Regions from separate parts of the Zea mays genome. Here all the other regions are linked to region 3. The links are chromatin contacts, called in public Hi-C maps. All regions are on one chromosome and are shown on one strand. Each heading gives the region's core, a stretch centred on a gene start, on an enhancer-like site or on the middle of the called end of the contact. The rest is flanking DNA. Distances are from core to core; before and after follow the strand shown. Region 1 holds the start of LOC100276729. Region 2 holds the start of LOC100272613. Region 3 holds the start of LOC103650557 (Mono-/di-acylglycerol lipase N-terminal).

The links. A called contact is a pair of places that touch in the nucleus more often than the background predicts.
Region 1: a Hi-C map of leaf shows a contact between it and region 3, with 2.6 times the contacts expected there. The contact joins the promoter of LOC100276729 here to the promoter of LOC103650557 in region 3. A contact is called at or near these places in 7 of 25 Hi-C or Micro-C datasets (bundle sheath, ear, endosperm and 2 more).
Region 2: a contact with region 3 is called in a Hi-C map of ear, with 1.7 times the contacts expected there. The contact joins the promoter of LOC100272613 here to the promoter of LOC103650557 in region 3. A contact is called at or near these places in 5 of 25 Hi-C or Micro-C datasets (bundle sheath, ear, leaf and 1 more).

What each region holds. Positions count from the first base shown.
Region 1 is chr3:130,665,345-130,669,749 of Zm-B73-REFERENCE-NAM-5.0, reverse strand. It overlaps LOC100276729, which reads right to left and starts at 1,739. Exons shown (of 3, transcript NM_001150447.2): 1 at 1,392-1,739; 2 at 1,008-1,227. The coding sequence starts at 1,585.
Region 2 is chr3:130,596,685-130,601,161 of Zm-B73-REFERENCE-NAM-5.0, reverse strand. LOC100272613 reads left to right here and starts at 3,072. Exons shown (of 2, transcript NM_001147076.1): 1 at 3,072-3,407.
Region 3 is chr3:130,804,016-130,808,808 of Zm-B73-REFERENCE-NAM-5.0, reverse strand. LOC103650557 (Mono-/di-acylglycerol lipase N-terminal) reads right to left here and starts at 1,338. Exons shown (of 7, transcript XM_008676131.4): 1 at 694-1,338. The coding sequence starts at 1,047.

The DNA.
Region 1 (4,405 bases), core at 490-2,989, 140 kb after region 3:
AAAGCTATTCAACCACAATGCTTGAGAAACCATTTCCATAAACAATGTGAATCATAGCAATAGCAACCATATTATACAAGGCCTAATTATGTTAAAGGTATATGTTTCAAGCTGCAGAAAATAATATAAAATGATTTCACAAGATATATTTGTCATTTGCGTGAAACAATAGCTTTTGACAGTGACTCCTATTTTGTGAAGAGGTTACACACAAGTAAAAGCAGTAACATAAAGGCTGCATTGTTCGAACCAAGACTATCCAAAATTAACTTTCTAATAGAACATCACAAAATCAGACAAAAGCCCGATATTTTTTTGACAGAAGCCCGATATTATGTGACTTGGCTGCTAGTATTAGGGAACAAGAAATCAATCAGCATAACTAGATGCAACGAACTAAAAGGCCGATATTTTTTTGACAGAAGCCCGATATTACCTGACTTGGCTGCAACAAACTAAAAAGCACCATTGTTAGTTAAATTAACTACAAATTATTGCATTCACCTGACATTTATAGCACAGCACAAATCAGTTTCAATCTCTAAAGCATTACTCAACTTTGTACAGTTACTGCTAATAATCCCTATTTGTAGCCTGCGTATAGGCCAACCAGGCTCACGGTGTGCAGCCGCAGTGCGTTTGGTTGTAGGTCGTATCCATGCAGCCAGGCTCGTGTTACTTTATCGTTTGTTTGGTTTGTCGCATATGCAGCTGAGCTTGTGTCTAGCGATGCAAAAAAAACACCTCGGGCCAGGCTGTGGAGAGGCGGCCAAAATCTCCGCATTTGGAGAACCAGGCTCGCGTGATGCACAGCCAGGCCCCACCGGCCTGGCTCGCACGGCCAGGCTGCTCAGATACGGCAACCAATTAGGCCCACTTCTACGGTCATGTGAAATTTACAAACCATGAACCACTACTACATGACAAATCCTAAGGTTCTCATATAATTCTTAATCTCGATGGAATTATGGAAAGAGGCCAATGCCTAAGAAGCGGGATACGTTCACCTCGATGGTCATGGGAGTGAAGACTAGAAGGTTGGAGAGGTTGCAGCCGAGCGCTGAGAGGAGGAATCCAAGCTGGTAGCGCTGCACAGTGGACGCCGTCTTCCACGGGTGAAGGTACGCGAAGGCGGCGACGGAGATGGCTGCGCATGCAGATATAAGCGTGAAGTAGGCCGGGAACATCTTGCTCTGCAAGTTGCCGAACATGTGCCTCGGCAGGTTCCTACAAAGAACAAGATTTCCACATCACCACAGAACAAAGTAGCGGTTCAGTTCAATGAATCCATGGAATTCTTGGATTAGATTTTCCCCTCACGATTTTTGGTTCATAGATTGGGGCAAGATGACGGGGGGAGAAAGATGGGGCTATTAGAGCCGGGAGCTCACTTGAACATTATGATGCCGCCGATGAAGGTGGCCCAGAGGGCGGCGCCCCAGGAGGTGGCAAAGGAGAGGACGTGGGCCAGCTTGGCGGCGGTGACGGCTCCTGCGCCGGATGGGGAACCGATAGCCTCTGGGACGAAGAGGACGCCCGCAGCAAAGAAGCACACCGCCGCCAGGAACCGCGTCGCCCACCCCATCGTTCGCCGCCGATCGCCGGTGTAGAGGGGTCGACGGAGGATTTGGGAATGGTATCGGGGTAGTTGCGGAGCAATTACGGTCACGCCTCCGAGGAGAGGTCGCTGGCAGTGGTTGGTAATTACGGTCAGAGGTCAGAGCTGTGTTTGTTTGATTCCAGCACTATGGACTACATATTTGTGTTATTATATTTTATTATGTTGATTTCGTAGCACAGATATATATATATATATATATATATATATATATATATATATATATATATATATATATATATACACTAGTCGGTTGTCCGTGCGTTGCGACGGCTTACAACAATACCCACGTAAACTATCCATAAAAAAATTCAAGATTTTTTATTGATTGTCTTCACTCTCTATATAATATATTTTTTTGATTTGGCTAACTGATGTTATTGTTTACTCCATGCAAATATGTCTTGGTACAACACAGCCAATGAAGTGAGCGATTAGAAGAGAGTTCACAACGATTGCCTGAATGAACAGAGATTATAAAATGACATAATTCCATCATACAGAGACCAAATAAGAGAGTTTGTGAGATCAAGTTTCTAAAATAAGTCTCATGAAGTCAAACTTATAAAAAAGATAGATTAAAATATGGAGTGATTGCTAAAGTCAGGCATCAATAAAAACTGGATGCGCTCCATATAAATTATGGTACTTCGTAGCAATTACTAACGTTTAAAACCAACAAATAACCTTTCATTTTGCTGTTAGTGTGACAAATCATTGGTGCTCCATCCAATTCAGCAACCTCAAACACCATGTAGTCCATTGCGCCAATGTGGTCTCAGAAACGACATAATGCTTGCAAGAGCCAAGAACGTCGTGCCGTGCTTGGGCTGTAGCCTCGACCCGTAGTGTTGGCCCGGCCCGACACGATTATTTTTTTATTTTACAAAAAAACATATATACCTATATACAATTTATATTCAATATTAAAAATATCTTAACGTGATGTTCTACTGGTTAGATAGTTTCACCCAGTGTCTCCCGCCCTTCTTCCATCAGGGCATAGGTTCGAACCCCACCTCCTATACCGTTTTTTAACATTTTACGTTGATTTAATTAAATGGATCGACGGGCTAACGGGCTGGTCCGACACAGTTAGCAGGTCTATGGCAGGCCAGCATGACGTGCCTGTGCCATAGTTGTGGCCCGCGTGCATCTAGCCCGTGTCGGGCGTCGTTTGGCATCTATAGAGCGGATTAATTTGAATAGCTGTGAGGGGTTATTTGTAAAAAAATGACGCATGACGACCGTTGAAACTGGTACTTTAAGTATAGTATAGATATATATATACATATTGTTTAAATGGATATTTTTTAAATATTTTTCAAAAATCTTACAATAATAATAAGGTACACGTACGTTGCTACGGTTTAAATTTATATTTAAGTATAGAGTATAAAATATAAAGATATGTGTGTTCTATGGTTTGTTTAGGTGGGTGTGAATGCAAGCCAATAAACATCATCCTTTGAATCTCATTTGTGTATAATTTTAACTATTTTACCATTTAGAAGATATAGTAAAGTGTCTCTATGTTGCTATATTTATATATATGCTTGAGTAAAGAGTATAAAATACAAAAACATATGTGTTCTATCGATTTGCGTAGGTGGGTGTGAAGGTAAGCCTAGAGCCAACAACCACCATAATCCAAATCTCATTTGTGCGTGATTTTAACTTTTTTACCATTTAAAAGATATGTTAGCACCTTAATCATTTTAAGCTGTTGTTAATCTCATAGAACCTACAACGACTTGTTGAACACAAGCAGAGACTTGGAAGTTAAAATGAACTTGCAGCTGTCATCATAATGCGATAAAAATACAGTGCTCAAATAAATGTGAGAACATAGAGTACCCAATATCTTGCTCCGCACATCACAAATAAAACGAAATTGGGCTGCATCAGCCCTTCGACTTCACCATCTTATTGGACATGGCCTGATACTCTTGACGCAATGGTTTTCCAGGATGTGGCATAACCTAAAGAGGATTGGTTCACATTCCATTCATGTGCCAAACTAATACAAGGGTCACATGGCGCCTAAACATAACAGAGAATCAACTAAAATAAATGGATTAGAACCTTAGTGTTCTAACTTCAAACTGATACAAGGATCCATGAAAGTCATCAATCTGCAAGCAGAAACACCTCTGACTAATCAAGCAACAACAATGGACTAAGCTAAGAATGACCATCAGGTGCACATTCTGAAAGAACTAAGAACCAGATCTACATTTACCAACCTTTCCAGCTTTATTCACCACGGGATGAGATCCACCGTTCATTGGTGTTGCTCCTCTCATGATGCTACTAACAACCACAAAGAGTGGCATAAAGGGACAACATGTTCTGTGAAGCTTAGGGAACCAAAAGCTAGAACAAATGAACCTTAAATGCAAAGGCCAAAGAGCGTCAAGCCCTGAACTTGGATTGTCGTGTTTTAGAGACAGATTTGCAAATTGTGAATCCAGGTCTTTGCTATTACAAGCACGCAAGAGAGGGAGGAGGATCCTAAGTCTCTTTATGCGTGGTGAGACCTAAGGACTATGAATCTAGTGTTCTCTATCTAGCTACGCCTTGGGCGTCGTGGCGGTATGCCCCTTGGCTTCGGCCTCCATAGTCCTCCGTGCTTCTGTCCCCGTGTGATCCTCCTTTCTTCGTCTCACCCGACCCTCCCCCTTTTATAGGCCAAGGAAGGGATAGGTTACCAGTGGCTTCTCATGGAAGGAATTACTGCACTGTGGTAAAATGAGGTGTTCTACCTCGATAACGTCATGCTTGTCG
Region 2 (4,477 bases), core at 1,823-4,322, 210 kb after region 3:
GATTGCAACCCTCGTCCGTTGGGACGCCACAACGTGGAGTAGGCAAGCGTTGGTCTTGGCCGAACCATGGGATAACCATCGTGCCATCTCTGTGATTGATCTTTGTTGGTTATTGTGTTTTGTTGAGGATTCCTCTCTAGCCACTTGGCAATTATTGTGCTAACGATTAACCAAGTTTTTGTGGCTTAAGTTTTGAAGTGTTACAGGATCACCTATTCACCCCCCCCCCCTCTAGGTGCTCTCAGTTGAGCCTGAGTCTGAGCCCTGGGTCGAGCGGAGCGGAGTTCGCCGTCTTCCGGGGCTGAGCCCGAGTCTGAGCCCTGGGTCGGGCGGAGCGGAGTTCGCCGTCTTCCGGGGCTGAGCCCGAGTCCGAGCCCTGGGTCGGGCGGAGCGGAGTTCGCCGTCTTCCGGGGCTGAGCCCGAGTCCGAGCCCTGGGTCGGGCGGAGCGGAGTTCGCCGTCTTCCGGGGCTGAGCCCGAGTCCGAGCCCTGGGTCGGGCGGAGCGGAGTTCGCCATCTTCCGGGGCTGAGCCCAAGTCTGAGCCCTGGGTCGGGCGGAGCGGAGTTCGCCGTCTTCCGGGGCTGAGCCCGAGTCCGAGCCCTGGGTCGGGCAGAGCGGAGTTCGCCGTCTTCCGGGGCTGAGCCCGAGTCCGAGCCCTGGGTCGGGCGTAGCGGAGTTTCCTACGGTGCCTGAGGCCAAGCCTGGCTGCCTGTCAGCCTCACTCTGTCGAGTGGCACAGTAGTCGGAGCGGCGCAGGCGGCGCTGTCCTTCTATCAGGTCGGTCAGTGGAGCGGCGAAGTGACTGCGGTCACTTCGGCTCTATCGACTGGAGGACGTGCGTCAGGATAAAGGTGTCAGGCCACCTTTGCATTAAATGCCCCTGCGATTTGGTCGGTTGGCGTGGCGATTTGGCCAGGGTTGCTTCTTGGCGAAGACTGGGCCTCGGGCGAGCCGGAAGTATGTTCGTCGCTGGAGGGGGGCCTCGGGCGAGACGTAGATCCTCCGGGGTCGGCTGCCCTTGCCCGAGGCTGGGCTCGGGCGAGGCGTGATCGAGTCCCTCGAATGGACCGATCTCTGACTTAGTTGCACCCATCAGGCCTTTGCAGCTTTGTGCTGATGGGGGTTACTAGCTGAGAATTAGGAGTCTTGAGGGTACCCCTAATTATGGTCCCCGAGCAATATTGCTCCTAACTTTAATTCTCATCTTAAAGGAGCAATCAATAGAAGAGTTCTCTCTCTCTCTTCATCCTAACTTGGTTTTAGTTATCACTAACAACTTGTATAAACCAAGTTTGTGTTGTTTAGAGTTGATTTTTATAGGATCACCTATTCACCCATCTAGGTGTTCTCACTTATGCCTATATGTTAAATGCACCAAGCTTCAACATTACTTGATTAACACAAAAGCCAAAATTATAAGCATGGATGATGTCATGAAACATATGTGCACTCAGTCCCTATTATGAAAGGATGCCTGGGCAAATGGATGTATGCCCTGTTAGAATTCGATCTGTGGTATCAATCAACAAATATCGTGGAGGGACATGCCCTCATAGATCTCATCACTAAAAGAGCACCTCCACTAACATTGACAGTTGTCATCAAAACATGGGTACTCTTCTTTTATGGATCAATTTTTGATGTAAGTTGTGGTGTCGGGGTGCGGGTACTCTCACCTTGGGGGCAATATTCAATTTTTCACTACGGTTAGAAGTAAGATGCACCAACAATCATGTAGAGTATGAAGCCATTCAAAAAGAGATGTGGTTGATTTTATAAGCTAGAATTGAGCCTATATAAATAGTCAAAGACTCAAAAGTGGTGATCAATCAGCTCACAGGGGATTTCAATTGTACCAGTGATGCTTTGTAGCCTGTACCCATATTTCAACAACTACCGAGAGTTGATGACAAGGTTACACTTCATCACACTAATGTCGGTGCCTTGGGAATAGAATTTAGATGCCAAAAAATGGCCTAGATGGCATCTAATTACATGTCTGCCAACTAGGATGATGAAGTGGAGATTCTACAGATTGATGCAGTCGACTAGAAAGCCGATATCTTCAACTACTTGAAGGATCCGACCCGGGGTGCACATAAGCAGATAAGGTACAAAGCCTTAAGGTATGTACTCATTGGATATGAAATATATTATTATACCCTTGAAGGACTACTATTGAAATGTTTCGAACCCATCCAAGATTTTGAGCTGATGCATGATGTGCATGAAGGCATGTGTGAAACACACTAGTCACCTCACCAGATAAAGTGGTTAATCAGGAGGTCTGGCTACTATTGGTCGATGCACTTGTAAGATTGTTTCATGTGCTACAAGGCTTGCCAAAAGTGTCAAAAATTAGGGCCATTCAACTTTCTCCATCCATTGCTTTGAATCCCATCATTAAGCCATGGCTATTCAGAGATCCGGGATGCCATATCTTGTCTTAGTAGGCGCGGACTTTACGACGTTTGACTTGGGTTTCCATCATGCTTCTCTTCCTTGGTTAGGAGTTGGGTGGTTATTCTATCTCACAGACTTGCTTGGTAGGGACCTGATTGGTCGCTCCGCTCTGCGGACTTGCCCGACAGGGACTTGGTCGGTTGCCCCGCCTCGCAGGCTTGCTCGGCAGGGAATGCTCGATCACTCTGCTTCGCGAACTTGCTCGGCAGAGGCTTGGTCGGTCGCTCTGCCTCGCAGTCCTGCTCGGTGGGGCTTGGTCGTTCATTCCGCCTCGCGAACTTGCTCGGCAGGGATCTGGTCCGTCGTTCCGCCTCACACTCCTTAGCAGGGATCTGATCTGACTTGCTTGGTAGAGACCTGATCATCGCTCTGCTCCACGAACTTGCTCGGCAGGAAGCGGGTGGGTCATCTTGTCTTGCGAACTTGCTCAGCGGGAAAACTTTAATCGGCAAGAAGGTTTTATGGATTTTACTTTAGGTACCCCATTTCTAGATACCCTACAATTATAAGGTAAGTTCTTCAAATACGTAAATTATAATAGCGTATCTCCAAACTTAAAAATTGCAATAGCATCCAAATAGACGTGCTACCTTATTTTACCTCAATGACGAAACTACCCCTGCCTCTTCTCCTTCTTCAGCCTCCAGCCGGCGCCGCCTCCCCGCTCCGCTCCCTCCTGCCACCTGCGCGCAGCCTCACGGCGATGTCAGCGGCCACGTCGACGGCGCCGTCGATCGGAGAGTATCCTTCCCCGGTGTCCCCTCCCTACCCGGCCACCTCCAAGGACCTGGAGCTCCGGCGCGCCATGACCGCCTCCGCGCGCTCCGCGGCCTTCGCGTCTGCGGACGTCGTGTTCGAGGACGAGTGGCTCGCCGTCGTCGACAAACCCGCCGGCGTCTACTGCGACGCCCTCCTCACCTCCTTCCCTTGCTCTGCCGTCTCAGGTAAATAAGATGGAACTTAAAAGGAATAGGTGGCGCTGAGCTCATTGCTTGTGATTTCGTATGTCGATCATCCAGTGTCAGTAATATCGATGATTTGGATGAAGAAATTGGCGTATTTAGGTAGTATGATGATATCTTTGTGTAATACAACATGTTGTCTAATGTTACTTTACTGATGGCAACATGGTTATTAAGACGACGGAACGGAACGCTCATGGGTGGAGTTTTAACTTTTAAACGGTTTAAACAAAGTTTAAACGTAATTTTAAACAACATAGGGAAATTTCAATATATCATAATTTCAGACAATTATATAAAGTCAAATACCAAACAACCAACATAAGTTCACATAATAATATTGTGCAAAATGACATGTCCACAACCACATTACCACAATAACACAAGTTCAACTAATAGCAAGTCGACAACCGCAAACAAAGTGGAATGAGATGTCTAATAGTCCACAATCACAAACATAGCACAAAAGCAACTAAAGTAGAATGCAATGTCCACAACCACAGGCACACAAATGTTACTCAAGCACTCAATAACCATCATCCAAATCATCTAAACCAACATCATCCTTGTCTTGCTCATCACCACGGCTACCACTGTTGTTTGTTTCTTCTTCATCATCCATGTCAAGGTCGTCAAGCACAAAATTGTCATCGTCTTCATTCTCATCACCCACATCAAGACCATCTTCATCATCCTCAAGAATTGGCACTTGAGTACCATGAGCTCTCCTAGGAAAGTAGCGGTCTTGAAGTTGTGTAGATTCCTAATTGGGTTGGGCCAAATTTTACAAGCAGGCAACTTAAACGCTCGAAACGTGGCGTTTAACTATATATCGCGTTTAAACATCAAAACGTGACGTTTAAATACGAGGAAGTGTAAAATGTTTCAACGTTTCGCTGTTCTATCAGCGTTTTATAGTTTAAACGACGTTTAAACGTCGTTTTAATAACCATGGATGGCAATGCCATTGCTCAATACTTGGTTTAGTTTAGGACATACAGGCTATGTAATTAATGTAAAGGATGAGTAAAAAATGTGCATTGGAGGCTATT
Region 3 (4,793 bases), core at 89-2,588:
CGTTCTCGAATATTTATCGTCTGATTTATCGCCTGCAAGTTAATTTTTTAACAAAAAAAAACGTGACAAATAAAAAAAAGGGAGTACTTCTTAGCACCTACTACTAGGTACTATGGTCCCAGCAGTTCAAACTGGACCGAAAAGATTTTCAGCAAATTCTGCGAGCAACTCAGAACAGTCCAATATTTGATCGAATTCCTAGTCCACGATATTTTCTTTCAAAGAGCCATGGGCCCGCCGGACTGTCGACCAATCTAGAAGAGGGAAGGCCGGAAGGGATGAGAAGAACACAACATAAATGCGCAACGGAAACTCGGACCACGAGGAAAGAAAACTCCGCCCAATCTTTTTCTTGCACGCAAGATTCTTGCCAGAAATATTTTTTCCATTTCGCAGTTTTCAAACTAAGATAATACCGGGAAAAACAACAAAGGAGGCTTGACCGACAAAAATTCCACGCAAGCAAACACATCGGACACATCACCTTATTTAACCAGGCGGGAAATCCCACAAGTGAAAAATATTGGAGGGAAATCAGAAAAAATCATGCGCAAGACACAGCCAAGGACAAAACAAACATGTAACGGCACAATGAGGAGAGCTGCGCAGCGCAGGTGCTACTCCTAGTGGGAGTAGCGCAGCCGACGATCGTGGAGGGTCTGGTGGCGGGCACCGGCAGTCTGGCACGCATACCTGCTGCCGCATATAGTACTTGATCCCGAAGGCGACCTCCCCGAGGGTCCACTTGCCGAGCGTCTCGGCCCAGGTGAAGCCCACAGTGCGCGCGGTCAAGGCGGCCGCCTCGCCCCACCCGTCCGGGGGGCGCTCCGGCCACCGCCGCTTGGTGCACGGAGGCGGAGCACGCCGCTGCTCCCGCCGCGCCCTGGTGTCCTCTTTCCTTCGTCGCCGAGCCTCCAGGGCCGACGATATCAGCTGGTCCTCCAGGGCGCCGCCGTCGCCGGCGGCGTCCCCGCAGAGCCGGCCTGACAGCACCAGGTACAGCAGCACCGCCGTCCCCGCCGCCGTCGCCATCCCCTTCGCGCCCATCCCGCGCGGTAAAAGCACGGTTAGCACGTACGTACTGTATGTGCGTAGGTGTCGGAGCGAGGAGAAGGAGAGGTGGGGGTCGTCGGACGTCGGGTTGGGACTTGGCCACTTGGGAGTTGGGACTTGGGACGGAAGAGGGGGCGGGCTCTGCCGCTCTGGGGGGTCGGCCTAAAACCGATGGACGACCGTGGCCGGAAAGACGGTTCTGCCCCTGAATTTGTATGCTCACTTTGGCTACCTCGGATCCACCGGCTGTCAATTGTGAATTTGTAATCAGCTTAAAGAAAAAGACAAGGTTTTTTTCTTAAACTCCTTGATAATTTACTTTTAGACTCTATTTATTTATATTCTTAAATTTAAAATTTATTTAATAATCATTTAGATCCAAATTAATTAAACTATTATAATTATACATAAATGCATTCATATATAATTATTGGTCATATAAGTGAAATACATGTTGCATTTTTGTTTTAGAGGAACGAACCAAGAAGCGTGTTATAAGTTTTAGAGTAAAAAAAACTAATACAATGATTTATATAATCAATTTCAACCTCTTACCTTATATATAAATTTGAGATAGATTTATACGTGAACTTCGAAAAGCTATGTAGTATTAAATTTTAAACTAAATGGTCTAGTCTATTTAATAGATTCTACTTTCTCTAAGAACAAACCCAGTGTACATGGGCCTTTCATTCACATAAAGCGCACATGAGCTAACAAAGTTTACAAAAAATTCTGAAAAAATCATACATTTTTTTCCATTCTACTCTAATTACATACTAAATTTCAAGTTCAAAGTCGTTACACTTTAGTTGTAATAAAAAGATAACATTTTAGCCTATTTTCTAATTTAAACTTGTTAGAAATTTTATCTTTTTATTACAACTAAAGTATAATGAATTTGGCCTTTAAATTTTGTATATAATTGGAGTAAGATGGAAAGAATATGTATGAATTTTTTTTAGAATTTTTTGTGAGTGTTGTTAGTTTATGTGCACTTTATATGTACCAAAGGCTCATGTGCACTGGATATGTTCTCATTAAAAAAACAGAAACAACCTAGATAGCTAAAACACATGTCCTACCTCAAATTAACTCTACTGACAAAAGATACCCCAACCTAGACAGCCTGATGCGTGCAGAGCAGAGTTGATTGAAGGCGGCAAATGAGAAGAGAGCACATGATGCAAGGGAATGGGAGGCGGCTAGAGCCGAGAAACAGATGTTGGGGAATCTTGCTTGTCGTCTGAGTGGAAGTGAGTGAGAAAAAGGACATGTTAGTTTCGCTTATACAATTTATTTATCCTGACTTTGCAAACTTATTTGTCACATTACATTTGCATTTGCAGAGATTGGATGTGTCGTGAACTATCTCACAGATGAGGCTCGAGCAAGATACATACATGAAAAAATGGTGATGGTGGAAGTACATTTTCTTCCTCTCGAGGTGTTTCTGATAGTGGTTCCTCGTCCACATCTATGTTGAAACTACCGATGAGAATCTTGAGGTAGATGTACCTATTAATATTGATTCTGATACTCCTATTACATACTCCCTCCAGGTCTAAAATTTTTGATGTTTAAGGCTATGAAGGGATGGATAAATTTTTTTGACGTTTTAGCTTTTGCATGCAAGTTTAGTTGTTTTTGCCCCTGCAAGCGCGCTTAGCCTGCATGGTTCCAATGTTGCACATTTAACTCCCCTAGGCTGCATGAGGCTCCTTATTTTCTCTGCATGCATGCGTATTAAGGGATGGATAAAAAAAATGGCATGCCACGGCAACATTGGCGCGAACGGAAAAATGGCAGATGCGGCAAAAAAATCCCATCGCGAAAAAGGGCCTCAAATGCACGGCTAGGAATTGAACTGGAGACCGTAGTTGAACTGGAGACCGTAGGCTTCAAAAACGTCATCCCAACCACATGAGCTAAGAGAATATAATGATTTCCAATGCCACATGACCTTATTTAATAAGGGTAAAACGGGAAACATGCACTCTAGTTAATGGCTTCTTGGTATGTGAGATCCTGTCTAAAACGTCAAGAATTTTAGACCTAGAGGGAGTAGTCATTTCAGCTTTTATACCTCCTGTTAGCAACAATCACTATATCGCTCAAGATAGACCTAGAAGAAATATTGTTTTGCCACATAGATATCGTGACACTGATAGTATGACTCATTATGCTCTCATTGCTGCTCAAGAAACTAATGTTGCATTTGAACCTTCTTCTTATTCGGAAGCTATCTCATGTGATAATGCATCCAAGTGGTTAGTTGCTATGAATGATGAATTTGAGAGTCTTCAAAATAATTCTACATGAAAATTGGTTGAGCTTCATGAAGGTAAAAAACCTTTAAAGTGCAAGTGGATTTATAATAAGAAGGAAGGTATATCTGGAGTTGAACCTGCAAGATTTAAAGTTCGTTTAGTTGTGAAAGGTTTCGAACAAAGGGAAGGTATTGATTTCAATGAGGTGTTCTCTCCTGTTGTTCGTCACACTTCTATTCGAGTTATGCTTGCTATTGTTGCTTTATTTGATTTAGAGTTAGAGCAACTTGATGTTAAAACTGCATTTCTTCATGCAGATTTAGATGAGGAGATTTATATGACACAACCTCAGGGTTTTTCTGCTCCTAGTCAAGAGCACTTAGTTTGTCATTTGCAAAAATCTCTTTATGGTTTGAAATAAGCTCCTTGGCAGTGGTATAAGAGGTTTTGACTCGTTCATGCTTGCACATGGTTATTCTCGAAGCAATTATGATCATTGTATTTATTTGAAGCAGTTCCCTAATGGATCTTTTGTGTATCTACTGCTTTATGTTGATGATATGTTGATTGTTTCTCATGACAAGTCACTGATTGTTGAATTGAAGGCTCAACTTAGTCATGAATTTGATATGAAATATCTTGGACCAACAAAGAAAATTCTTGGGATGGAAATTCAGCGTGATCGTCGTGCTGGTACTCTTTTTCTATCTCAGAAGAGTTACATTGAGAAAGTTCTTGAAAAGTATAATCTCAGTTGACGTAATTGCAAATCTATTGCTACACCATTTGCTTCACATTATAAATTGTCATGGAGACAATGTCCTATTACTGAAAATGAGAAAGAGCACATGTCTCACATACCATATTCTAATGTTGTTGGGAATCTCATGTATGTTATGATCTGTACAAGACCCGATTTGACTCATGTTGTTAGTGTGGTTAGCAGATTCATGCACAATCCTGGTAAAGAACATTGGAATGCAATAAAGTGTATTCTTTGCTACTTGAAAGTTACTTCTCATTTTGGATTATTGTTTGACAAGAATTCAGTGAAGGAAATTGGTGTTATGGGATTTGTTGATTCTGACTTTGCTGGTGATCTTGATAAGAGACGCTCCATATCTGGCTATGTATTTTCATTACGCGGTTCTACAATGAGTTGGAGGGCTTCACTTCAGTCTATTACAGCTCTTTCCACTACTGAAGCAGAATATGTCTCAACTACTGAAGGGGTTAAAGGAGCTATTTGGATGCAAGATCTTATTTCTGAACTTAGTGTTCCTCAGGATATCATTAAGGTTTATTGTGGTAGTCATCGTGCTATTTGTCTGACCAAGAATGACATGTATCAATTCTAGACTAAGCATATTGATATCAAGTACCACTTCATTCGTGATATTGTTGCTGAAGGCAAGATTAAAGTGGACAAAATACATACAGACATGCTTACAAAGCCATTATCTAATACCA